Linked DNA regions of Sus scrofa: region 2 is linked to region 1. A link is a contact called in public Hi-C data. All regions are on one chromosome and are shown on one strand. The core of a region is the stretch at or near the end of the contact, and the rest is flanking DNA. Distances in the headings are between cores, read along the strand shown. Region 1 overlaps TCF12 (transcription factor 12). Region 2 has its middle 79 kb from the start of TCF12.

The links. Hi-C and Micro-C count contacts between places; a contact is called where the count stands out from the background.
Region 2: a contact with region 1 is called in a Hi-C map of skeletal muscle, with 2.4 times the contacts expected there. The contact joins two enhancer-like sites. A contact is called at or near these places in 1 of 5 promoter capture datasets (liver), 12 of 47 Hi-C or Micro-C datasets (embryonic fibroblasts, fetal heart ventricle, heart right ventricle and 6 more) and 1 of 2 datasets of contacts at active chromatin or transcription factors (skeletal muscle).

What each region holds. Positions count from the first base shown.
Region 1 is chr1:114,824,039-114,830,359 of Sscrofa11.1, reverse strand. All of the region lies in intron 5 of TCF12 (transcription factor 12), which reads left to right. Among named protein-coding and RNA genes, the nearest start is that of CGNL1, 200 kb to the right of the region's middle. Within about 2 kb of position 2,424, at least 8 of the 83 cell types and tissues checked have an H3K27ac peak or open chromatin away from gene starts, as enhancers often do. A contact at or near this core is called in skeletal muscle, where this site is marked.
Region 2 is chr1:115,132,503-115,138,823 of Sscrofa11.1, reverse strand. No RefSeq gene overlaps it. Among named protein-coding and RNA genes, the nearest start is that of TCF12, 79 kb to the right of the region's middle. Within about 2 kb of position 3,648, at least 2 of the 83 cell types and tissues checked have an H3K27ac peak or open chromatin away from gene starts, as enhancers often do. A contact at or near this core is called in skeletal muscle, where this site is marked.

The DNA of each region.
Region 1 (6,321 bases), core at 1,175-3,674:
AGATTCTATCTGGGATTGTTACAGTACTGGACCAAGAATAAGAAGAGTATCTTGAAGGAAGGGTTCTTCCTTTTTTATGCCTTAGATCAGGCATAAATATATACCTATTTCCTCAGTATAAATTATCTTTGGATCTTACCTTTGGAATCTTCCCACTTGCCTGCAATTGCCCTGCACCCTACTTCCTGAGTCCCTTATTCCAAGTTTCCATAAACCCAGTACTTCAGCTATGAAATTCTTCCTCACAGTGCTCTGTATAGAGTTATCTCTTTTATTCTTAACTGGTTTATCAGATCCTCAGAAGTCTGAATAAATTCATCCATGTTAATGAGTAGTGGTAGCATGGGATAGTCCAAAAAACCTAGGATTTGGAATCAGGCGTTCGTTCTCTCACCCTTCACTAGATGCATGACCTTGGGTAATTTAGTTGATCGCAACAATTTTTTTTTCACCTCTGTTATAAAATAGGAGTAGTAACATTTGCTTATCAGGGCTGTGGTAAGTGTAAAATGAGATAATATACGGTAAATGTTGATTGTGATATGTAAAAAATATAGATACCAGGCATCATTGATAATGAGTGATGGACTTAATTCTCACATAATTACTTGCATTTTTTAAGCTTCTTTATCACCCAAGTCTTAATTGGCCAAGTTTTGGTTGTTACTTTTTTTTAAGTGATTCACAAAGTAGAAAAACAGATTGCAGTAGGAGTCACTTAGGGAAAGCAGGCAGACCTGGCTTGAGTTATATACTTGGGATTTCCCTCTCAAAGCCTTTTCTGATTCTTTTCCTCCCCTAGAACCCACCTGGTCTCTAAAAGCTGTCTTCCATGCCCAAATAGTCAATCTCCTGCTCCGTCTCCCACCCCACTCCCATGGTAGGTGGGGATAAGAGGGAAGGAAATTTATAGAAATGTTTCTCAAGTCTCAGTGATCATAGGAATTACGTGGGGATCTTGCTAAAGTGCCTAAATACTTTATATATCTAACTTAGATTACATTATGCTCACATTGTCATTATAAATTCCTTTTAAAATTTCTGGAGTTCTCGTCGTGGCGCAATGGAAACGAATCCGACTAGGAACCATGAGGTTGCAGGTTCGATCCCTGGCCTTGCTCAGTTGGTTAAGGATCTAGCATTGCGGTGAGCTGTGGTGTAGGTCGCAGACTTGGCTTGGATCCCATGTTGCTGTGGCTTGGCGTAGGCCGGCATCTACAGCTCCGATTAGACCCCTGGTCTAGAAATCTCCATATGCCTCGGGAGCGGCTCTAGAAAAGGCAAAAAGACAAATAAGTAAATAAAATAAAATAAAATAAAAATTTCATATCAGTTTGCTTCATTTAGTACTGAAACAAATTTACTAGTAGTCCCAAGGTGATGATGAAGGTAACTGATATGAATATAAAGTAGTTTACAAAGGAGAACCATTACCAGAGGAAAATGTAACTGCTGGTAGTGAGTTTGTTCTTTTCCATTTTAAAAACTTTGTCAGACAGCCTCTAACTAATACTAAATTAAATATGAAATTTAAAATAAAAATAACTACTGAATCTGTCCAAAGTCATCTTCCTTATATTGCAGATTATGCATGTTAAAATCAGTGATAGGCGTTCCTATTGTGGCTCAATGGTTAGCAAATCCGACTAGGAACCATGAGGTTGTGGGTTCGATCCCTGGCCTTGCTCAGTGGGTTAAGGATCCAGCGTTGCTGTGGCTCTGGTGTAGGCTGGTGGCTACAGCTCCGATTGGACCCCTAGGCTGGGAACCTCCATATGCTGTGGGTGCAGCCCTAGAAGAGACAAAAAGACAAAAAAAAAAAAAATCACTGATAATGAATGGCTAGTGTATTTATATTAAAGTTAATTAGAACTTTTGTCTTAATAGAACTACTAGTTATTAAGTCCTACTAGTAATACAAGTCCATAACTCTAGGGAAATGAATGTTGAATTTAGACAAGGTAGAAATACCAAGACACAAGGGGGCACTGTTTTACCATAATCTGATTGAATTTAACAGCTTTTTATTTACTGTAAATGTCTCTCCCAAAATTCTGTCTTCTCTGTAGTTATCATGAAAATTTAAACCTTTATGTTTCTCTAAATCTATAATATGTAAACCAGCTAAGCTTTCAGAGTTCACAAATCATGTGTGCTCTTAGCAAAAATTCAGGAAATTTTCATTGTATTTGGCACAAGTTTGGGAAGAGTGGATATGAAGATCAGAGATGGTATAGTTGTTAGTATTAGGTCTAGTGGTCAGGGGAAATCACTGTAAAAATAATTCAGTTGCTTTGGAGAAATACAGTGCCTCTGTTCTGCAGAAAAAGAGTTCGGATAAAGATTGAACTGTTATAAACTGCAGCTGCATTTGCCATCAAATACCAAGTTGGTGCTGATGAATGTTTTGTTTTTATTGTCATGGAAACTTGGAGTCAGAGAATGGATATTCTACTCATCTGGGAAAATAGCAGTTACTTGCATAAAACATAAGGACCTTCCAAAGCAGTTCCTAAAATAGATATAGGCTGAATGTAATCCAGAAAAGTTTAGGAAGTAAATGCAAAATAAAAGCAATCATTTCTGGATCACTTCTATTCTCAGTACTAAGAATATAACTGTATGTTCAGTCATTAAGCTTATTATTTGCTGCTAAAAAACTGAGTTCCATGGTGCATGGTATTTGTTTAACACCAATATGATAGCCAACTCTTTAGGAACTCTAAACTTACATCTTATTAAACAATTGCTTCTGATCCCTGAATGATTTTTTTTTTCATTCATGCTATTTACCTGCTACAATCTTCCATTTAAAATATGTTACAGCATTTTATAATGGGGGAAAAAAAACCTCTTTACCCAAAATAAGAAACTCTTCCTTGAAACACAAAGTAAGATCATTATATAGCCTAGGGAGAAAAAAAGAAAATATAAATTTTTTTTTTAATTTGAAGATTCACTCAAAAAAGGACACAATGAACTTTTCTGCAGAGCAGACACTGACTCACAGACTTGGAAAAACTTCTGTTTTCCAAAGGAGACAGTTGGGGGTGGGGGAATGCACTGAGGGTTTGGGATGGAAATGCTATAAAATTTGGTTGTGATGATTGTTGTACACCTATAAATGTAATAAAATTCATTAAGTAATTTAAAAAAACAGTAATAAAATAAAATAAAATTTGAAGCTTCAAGTAAATCCTTACCCATATTTTATAAAGTTGTAAATGGAAAGAGACATCACAGGAACAGAAAATGCAGAGGATTTTTTAATTTCAATTATAGCAAATATGATACAGCATAATACAAATGTGGGAAGTAATAGTAAAATGTAGATAAAGTGCCAACAAAAATTACAGTTTCTAAACTTACATTAAGAAAAAAGGGAGAAATTGTGAGTTATGATAGTTAACCAGCTCAGCTATTTTATCTCTGCAAGGGAAACAAGGCATATTTTAATGACCTAATAAAAAGTGGTAGAGAAGGAACGGTTAAAGTGGACTATTTTAGATAGGATAGGCAGAGAAGGCTTCTCTGAGGAAGTAAATATTTGGGCGGAGATGCGAATACTGCAGCAGAGAATTTCACGCAGCGGAGAGGCCCTCAAGTCCAGCAACCTTCATTAGGATTTAACTTGAAATGTTTAAGGAAAATAACAGAATACAAGTTTATAAACAGGGTTAAAAAAAACAATGTTTAAACGGTCTGTACATCACTATGATTAACTAGAGCACATGACCAGTTTTCTCACATGAGACAGGTCCAGGATGAGAGTCCAAAGTCAGCATTTAAGTTGCCAGAATGTAGGACTCTCTAAGGAAGAATAGGATTGTTTCAGAATAAAAATGGTAAATGTGAGTTTTTCTTCTATTTCATATTGGTTTTCACAATATTATAATGAAATCAGTGTATTTATTTATTTTTTAATTTTATTTTAATTTTTTGTACAGAATAAAATACATATATTTAAACACAGTTACATTAACACAGATTATTATATCATGGATTTTAAGAAACAGATTAAGTGACTCCCACTGGAGAAGTGGAATGGAAAATTTGCTGAGACAAATAGGAAATTTATTCTATACTTTATCCCATTTTGTATGGCTTTCATCTTTACTATTTAGTATTATCTATTACATTTCAATTTTTCCTTAAAAATTAGCCTTGTATTAAAATTGTGTATATTATGCAACTAAAAATTATAAAGAAGAAAGCCTTATATGCCATTAAATATTTTATATAGCATAACAAAAAGAATAACAACTGGTAAGAATAACAAAAATAATACACCCTCTGAAAATAAGTAAAATATAAAATGCATAAATTGATTAAAAAACAGTAACTATATAAATATATCCTCACAATTTGTTACATCTTATTGATTCTTCAATATAGACATTACACCATTCTAGATGATGTGATAAACAGGACATTACAGACCTTACATTGTACCATGGAGAGAAATGGTTATTAATAATACAATTGTAGAAGTGTATTATTTAATTGTACAGTTGCATTAATTAATTATCATAAATTCTTTGATGGAGAGGAAATCAGAATCAGATCTAAAAAGACTTCAGCATTCCAAGAATGATGTCAAATGACCCCCTTCATGGTGGATTATGCACTTATTTACTATGAGATATATTTCTTCCTTGTTTGTGTATCACTTGTAGATTTTTGGTTTGCAGTTATTCTGAAGTTTTGATATAAGAGTCTATATGTATATGAGATTGTTTTATATGTATATGAGATTGTTTTAAGTTGTTATTCTCTTAATTGCAAGTTCATCTCCAGTGTCCCGCATTTGTACCCACCTCTTCTCATGATTTCTGATTTTGGTGGTATAATTGTGCATGGATGATTTCGTATCTTTACTGTATATATACCTTTACTGGTGAGCCTTGTCAATTGTGGCATTTTTGTTTCCTGTTGCTGTCTTTTCTTTTCTGCCTAGAGAAGTTCCTTTAGTATTTGTTGTAAGGCTGGTTTACTGTTGCTGAATTCTCTCAACTTTTGCTTATCTGTGAAGGTTTTGATTTCTCCTTCAAATCTGAATGAGAGCCTTGCTGGATAGAGTAATCTTGGTTGGAGGTTTTTTCCTTTCATCACATTAAGTATATCCTGCCACTCCCTTCTGGCCTGCAGAGTTTCTGTTGAAAAATCTGCCCATAACCTTATTGGGGTTCCCTTGTATGTTACTTGTTTCTTTTCCCTAGCTGCTTTCAAGATTTTCTCTTTGTCTTTAATTTTAGTCAGTTTGATTAATATGTGTCTTGGTGTATTCCTCCTTGGGTTTGTTTTATATGGTACTTGAGTGAGTGGTTCCTTTCCCATGTTAGGGAAATTTTTGGCTATTATCTCTTGGAATATTTTTTCTGTCCCCTTCTCTCTCTCTCTTCTCCTTCTGGCACCCCTATAATATGGATGTTGGTGCGTTTAACATTGTCCCAGAGTTCTCTGAGACTCTCTTCATTTGTTTTCTATCTTTTTTCTCTTTTCTGTTCCATATCCGTAATTTCCACTAATCTGTCCTCCACCTTGCTTATTCATTCTTCTGCCTCCTGTATTCTGCTGTTAGTTGCTTCTAGTGAATTTTTTGTTATTGTATTTTGCATCTCTTCTTGTTTAAGTTTTATATCTTGTATCTCTTTGCTCAGTGTTTCCTGTAGTTATCCATCTTTGCCTCCAGTTTATTTCCAATGTCTTGCATCATCTTCAGCATCAACAGTCTAAAGTCTTTTTCCTGGAGGCTAAGAATCTCCTGATCACTTAGCTGATTTTCTGGGATTTTTCCTTTCTCCCTCATCTGAGTTATAGTTCTCTGTCTTTTCATTTTTATAGGTTTTTGGTGTGGTGACCTTTTTACAGATAATAGGGTTGTAGCCTCTCTTACTTCTGGTGTCTGCCCACCTTGTGGCTGAAGTCTGGGGCTGATGCCTGCCCACTGGTAGATGGAGCTGATTCTAATCCCTCTGGTGGGTGGGGCTTAGACTTTAGATGGGATTAGAGATGGCTGTGTGCCTGAGGGGTCTTTAGGCAGCCTGTTTACTGAGGGGCAGGGCTGTGATCCCACCTGGATTATTGTTTGCCCTGGGGCTTCTCAGCACTGACTGATGGGTGGGGCCAGATTTTCCCAAAATGGCCACCTCCAGAGCAAGGCAGGCTGTTGAATATTCCCAAGAGCTTTGCTTTCAGTGTCCGTGCCTCACAACAAGCCACATTTATCCCTGTTTCCCCAGGATGTCCTCCAAGTTTGACCCAGGTTTGACCCAGATTCCTATGGAGACCTCGCTCTGCCCTGGGATCCAGTGCATGTGA
Region 2 (6,321 bases), core at 2,399-4,898, 310 kb before region 1:
AAAAGACTGTCTTTTTCCCATTTTGTGTTCTTGCCTCCTTTGTCAAAGATTAATTGACCATAGCTGTCTGGATCAAGTGGAACATTTTAAAATAGAACTTGATCATATAGGTCTACTTCTAAACACCAAAGATGATGGTATTAGTGGGGGAGGGGTGCGCTGTAGGAGGTGTTTAGCTTTTTTTTTTTTTTCTTTTTTAGGGCTGCACCCATGGCATATGGAAATTCCTAGGCTAGGAGTTGAATCAGAGCTGCAGCTCCAGCCTACACCACAGCCTAGCAATGCTGTATCTGCAACCTATGCCACAACTCATAGCAATGCCAGATCCTTAACCCACTGAGCAAGGCCAAGGATCAAACCTGCATCCTCATGGATATCAGTAGGGTTCTTAACCTGCTGAACCACATGGGAACACCTATTTAGGTCTTAAGAACAAAACACTCATAAATTGGTTTAGTGCCTTTATAGAAGAAGTGTAGTACCTCTATAGAAGAAGAGGTCTGGAGAGATCCCTAACCTCTTCTACCATGTCAGGATAAACCAAGGAGATACTGGCTATGAACCAAAAAGAGGGACCTCACCAGAAGGTGAGCAGGGTGCCATGATCTTAGATTTCCAGGTTCCAGAACTATAAGCAATAAATTACTGTTTCATATAAGATACTCAGTATTTTGTTAGAGCAGCCAGAATAAACTAAGACAGTCCAATTAGCTCAGGATATAAACTTAAACCATTTTATTCCTCTCACACTTAGATATAATAAAAATCCAGTTGTGTGGGCCCTGTCTGCATCTGATTACCTATTATTGATGACTAGAACTAGTTGTCTGCAGAATTTGAAACTAGATAATTTCCAAGATTGGTGATGTAGTGGTCCCTCATGGTTCTATGGCTTCCAGGATTGGGTATGAAATGGTAAACCAAAAGGGCTTGAAAAAAGGTGAACTTAGTGCAAACTGAGTTTCTGAATTTATCTTGGTCACTCCAGCCTCTTTGACAAGTGGTTCTTGTTCCCAAGGAGAATAAGAAATTGAATTTTTCTAAAGGCTAATTTCCCTGAGAAGGAAATCCAAGGAGTGGCAACATAAGGGCTAAGTCCCCCTGGGGTCTAATGTTTCATTTGTGTGGGCTGGGCTATGTCAGGGAGGTTAGGGAAAAGTTGGACAAATTGAACAAGGCTTATTGGAAGGTGGCACCTGCTTCTGAGCACCGGGGGTGGGGGTGGGGGGTGAAGGCATCCTGACCTTTGTAGAATGTCAGTCAAATAATAATAATTCTTTGGAGGAAAACAGCCAAGAAGAAGAAATGTATGATGAATTGTGTAACAAATTCCAGGAATTGCTAAATATATATGATAAGCCATGGAGGTTCTAACTCTCGGATCATAAACACTTGAAGCATAATGTCAATATCTTGGCATTACAGAATACAGTCCAGGTATTCCTCCATTTTTTTGAATATGTACTTTTCAGAGTTGGCCTGCAGGTGGTGTTGTAGCCCACAGAGGACTGTGCAGACAAGGGACTGATGGGATGTTAAACCCTGGTAAGTGTATTGGGATTTTGTTGGTGTAGATCTGCCCTCCTTGATCCCAGATGTGATTCATTCAGCACAAGAAGATATATAGGACACTGCACAGCCAAAACAACATGATAATTTATCAGACTTCCCCTGTCCTATTGATTTCCAAGCTCTTGGACCAGTAGGCTGATGTATCTACAGGCTTCTCCATGTCCAGGCAGGAGATAAGAGAAAAACTGCCTTCCAGACAAAGCCCCAAATGCCTTCCACATGAGGTTGCTAGTGCCTTTGAAGAAAGGGCACCTATGAGTTAAGCGGCCAACTCTGTCATGATGCTGGCTTAACACAGCAGGTTAGCATCTCCACTCCAACCTCTTACACATATTCTACCACTGCTAATGCCTCTAAATAGTACTGCTGTTCATAATAGGCTTGGAAGGAAGCCAAACATATTTTATGGGCCCAGAAATTTATTCACCATGTACTTAAATATGCAAAGAAAATGCAGCTTCATTTCTGTATAACTCATTTGTTCATCTATAGGAAACTGGGGAATGGAACCCTACATTTTATCCCATTCAGTTGAACTTAATTCAGCTCAATAGTTAAGACAACCTCTTTATGTTAACTCTCTTTAGGGAAAATGTTAAATCTTTCTAATTTTCTCTCCATCTATTTGTTCTCTTTCAAGATAGTGTCTGTGGGTTTGAGGGTCTATAAGAGTTTAGATGACCCATGGCAGCAGAGGTGGTGTGATCTGGATCTTCATTGGTGGAGAGTGGAGTGGCTGGATTTTTCCTTCTCTGGACTGATAACCATGAGGTATAGTTTTTCTGGTGTAGCTTTTCTGGATGAAGGACTAGTTCCAAAATCTGCCTTCTCCAAGTTCCTACTCAGCTACAGCTTTGTTTAAACTAGAGCCCTCTGATGCATCTCTGTGCTTTCAAGACCTATGTGTCTCATCAGAAAACATGGGACTTGCTGGTTCCCTCGAACACCCAGGTCATGCAGGCCCAGGAGGGATGGCTCAAGCTCACCTATCAGCTCACCTCCCACTATACCTCCTCACCATCACTCCTTGCCAACACTCTAGCCCCTAACCTTACCTCTTCTTTGTCTTCCTTATTTCTTCCATTGTCCCTTAGAACTGGAAGGATCAGTCTTTAGGCAATTCATTTGTTCATATAATACTGCCTTTGTAGGCTATGGCAACAAGCCCCATGGCCTAGCTTTCCCAAGTAGAAAGGATATCTTCTCTACACTTGTGAAAAAACCACTGATTTCAATTTCCTTAGCTAGTTCTAGATATGTCTTAAATCTGAATTTAGAAAATCCTTTCTGGACAAAGCCTAATTTTAATTAGTTGCTTTAATAATCAAAACACCAAAGGTCAGAAATTACTTTGTTGTTTTAGATCTACACTGTCCAATATGGAAGCCAACAATCCCAAATGGCTATGTAATTTTAAAATAATTAAAATTAATTGAAATTTAGAAATCCAGGTCCTCAGTCATCTAGCCACATTTCAAGTTCTCAGTAGCTACATGGGGCTAGTGGTCACTATATTGGACACCAATGATATAGCACATTAATATCACTGCATAAAGTTCTATTGGACATCTATTCTAGACTATACTCTCTCCCTTTCCTGGGGTGCTAAAATGCTTTATATACATGGAAGCGCCCCATAAGAATACATTTTACAGGATATAGCTCTACATCTGAAAATATATTTTTAAACGATTATTCTGAATGGTTGTTGCCCTAGACTCCTAAGAAGGTGGGTTACTCAATAAGTCATACCCACTTCTCCAAGGGTCAGTAATGTTCTCTATTTCTCCTAAGGAGAAGCCACATAGTTTGTGAAGCTTAGTGCAAAATAAAAAATTTTTAAATTTTATTCAAAGCTTATTTAAAATTTCAAGACAGCAACAGCAAAGTATTAATCCAAGTTCTGACCTTTTAGAGTATGTGGCCCAGGGTAACTGCATAGGTCTCACACTTATGAAGCTTGCTTTGTTTCAAGATAATCATGTCTGAAAGAGAAATCAAGGCAGGATAGTAGGCTCTTGGGAGAATTTACTCAGGAGTGGCAATGCCAGGACCCACAGCTGTGCTCGTGCTGGCTAAGTTTAGATGTTAACTCAAACAAGTGCCCAGGGAATGCCTGTGGCTGGAGGGAGCCACCCAGCCAAAAGAAGTGACAGGAAATAAGGGCCCCCACATGTTGTATTGGAAAGCCCAATACTGGAAGCCCTGGGCATGCCAGTTGGTTCCAGCTGGGTATGTTTCTACCAAAGCCAGGAGAGTGCCCAGCCAGGAAGGCTGAGGTCTTCAGGGCCATCATTTCAAAAACTGCTGGAGAACAGGGGAAAGGCAGTGTACACTGGAACTTCAGCACAGCAAAGCATATCCAGTTTTTTGACCTGGACTGCAGTCAGAACTAGAGCATAGTGTCTAGGAACTTGTACTTCTGGGAGGGCTTTTCTCCTCAGTCTGAGAGACAAGTGATTCAAGGGAGTCTAGAACAATAGTCACTTAGAACTTCAAAATGAATCATCAATGCCAAGGAGCAAGACAGAGAAAAAAGAATCTCCTTTTAAGTTAGCTGGAGAGAAACTGAAGGGAATAGATAAAAACAAAAAGATGTGAGGTGGAAGATGAAACCTGGAACCCATAAACATTCTGTAAGATAGATTACTGCCATGGGAGCAATTTTTTTTTTTTTTTTCTTTTTAGGGCTGCACTTGTAGCATATGGAAGTTCCCAGGCTAGGGGTCTAATCAGATCTACAGCTGCCGGCCGTAGCCACAGCCACAGCAACACAGGATCCAAGCCTTGTCTGTCACCTACACCACAGCTCATGGCAATATCAGATCCTTAACCCACTGAGCAAGGCCAGGGATCAAACCCATGCTCTCATGGGTATTAGTCCGATTTGTTACTGCTGAGCCATGAAGGGAACTCCCTCCCACAGCTTTTTAGAGTATAACAGATTGGTACCTACATGTGGAAATGCTGCTTAAAATAAGTGAAAATAATTTTTAATAAACAGCTAAACTCAAAAGGAAAAAAAACGGCTACAGAATGAAGAGAGAACACAAAGTCAAAGTGGGTTCACTCTGAGTTGACCCTCTGATTCATGTGAAGGTCCAAGTAGTTCCTGTTCAGGGTTTTCTTCAGGTGCCCTTGTCTCTCATATCGACCTCTGGTTGGGCAGAGAAGTTCTGGCCCATTCCCAGCCAAGGCTCTTGGCCACCTTCTTCAAGGTTTAAGTTCAGAAACTACAAAAAAGATCACCCTGAGCTCCCTGAGACAGATTCTTGGGATAAAGAGATATCCTTGGAGAAAGACTAAGGTAGTTGAAGAGCTACCACTGCCGCGAAAAGAGGTATAAAATTTCAACCCCCTACCTTGGGAAAGTAGTATGAAAGCCTGAGATTTTAATTTCTCACCTGGGACTTTTTACTTTTTTTTTTTTTTTTTTTTGTCTTTTTGCCATTTTCTTGGGCCGCTCTCGTGGCATATGGAGGTTCCCAGGCTAGGGGTCAAATCGGAGCTGTAGCCACCAGCCTTCTGCCAGAGCCACTGCAACGCTGGATCTGAGCCACATCTGCAACCTACACCACAGCTCACGGCAACACCGGATCGTTAACCCACCAAGCAAGGTCAGGGATCGAACCCACAACCTTATGGTTCCTAGTCGGGTTCGTTAACCACTGCACCACGACGGACACTCTGGACTTTTTACTTTTAGTCCTAATCTTAGGTAACAAACTTCCGAGAGAGGAAAGAAGAGAATAAATTTTAAACTAGAGTAACCTAATATGAAGTAGAGAAGGAAAAAAAGAATCAAAGTTAAAGAATGGTAAGCAGAAAACACAATTTAAATGGTAAAAATAAGTCCAAATAGATAAATAACCAAAGTACAGAAGACAGAGAATCTTAGGATTTTTTTTTATTTTTATTTTTATTTTTTTATTTATTTTCTTTTGTCTTTTTAGCTATTTCTTGGGCTGCTCCCGCAGCATATGGAGGTTCCCAGGCTAGGGGTCGAATTGGAGCTGTAGCCACCGGTCTACGCCAGAGCCACAGCAACGCAGTTCATGGCAACGCCGGATCATTAACCCACTGAGCAAGGGCAGGGACCGAACCCGCAACCTCATGGTTCCTGGTCGGATTCGTTAACCACTGCGCCACGACAGGAACTCTGGATTTTTTTTAAATTCAACCATATACTGCTTATAAAAGACACACCTAAAACATGATGATAGAGGTCATTACATAAACAGATGGATAAAATGTACTAGAAAAATATTAATAAAAATTAAACTAGTACAATATCACTATCAAATTTTAAGGCAAACAAAATACAAGGACAAGCAGAATAATTCACATCAAATAAATAGTAATTCTGAACCTCATATATATATATATATAAATGTGTGTGCAAATCTATAACCATATTTATAGAAAAATAACACAAGTAATCCTATACTCCAAATTATAAGAAACATTCATTCTAGCACACATGAAGCATTTTTTAAAAATATGTCTGCCGGGGCCAGCTCAACAGGATGGGGCTGAAGAACGGGTGCTGTGGAACTTAAGGAAAAATAGTTAACATAAAACAAGACACAGAGACATTTATCTTAAGTAAAGGTGGGAGCCAGGGACTCAAGGTCTCAGGAACCAAGAGTGCGGGGGACTCAAGGTCTCAGGGACCCTGCCTCAAGAAACCACAATGCTTTTATTGTGAGATCAAGTGAGGAGTGGCTGTGGGTGGATGATACAGGGTTT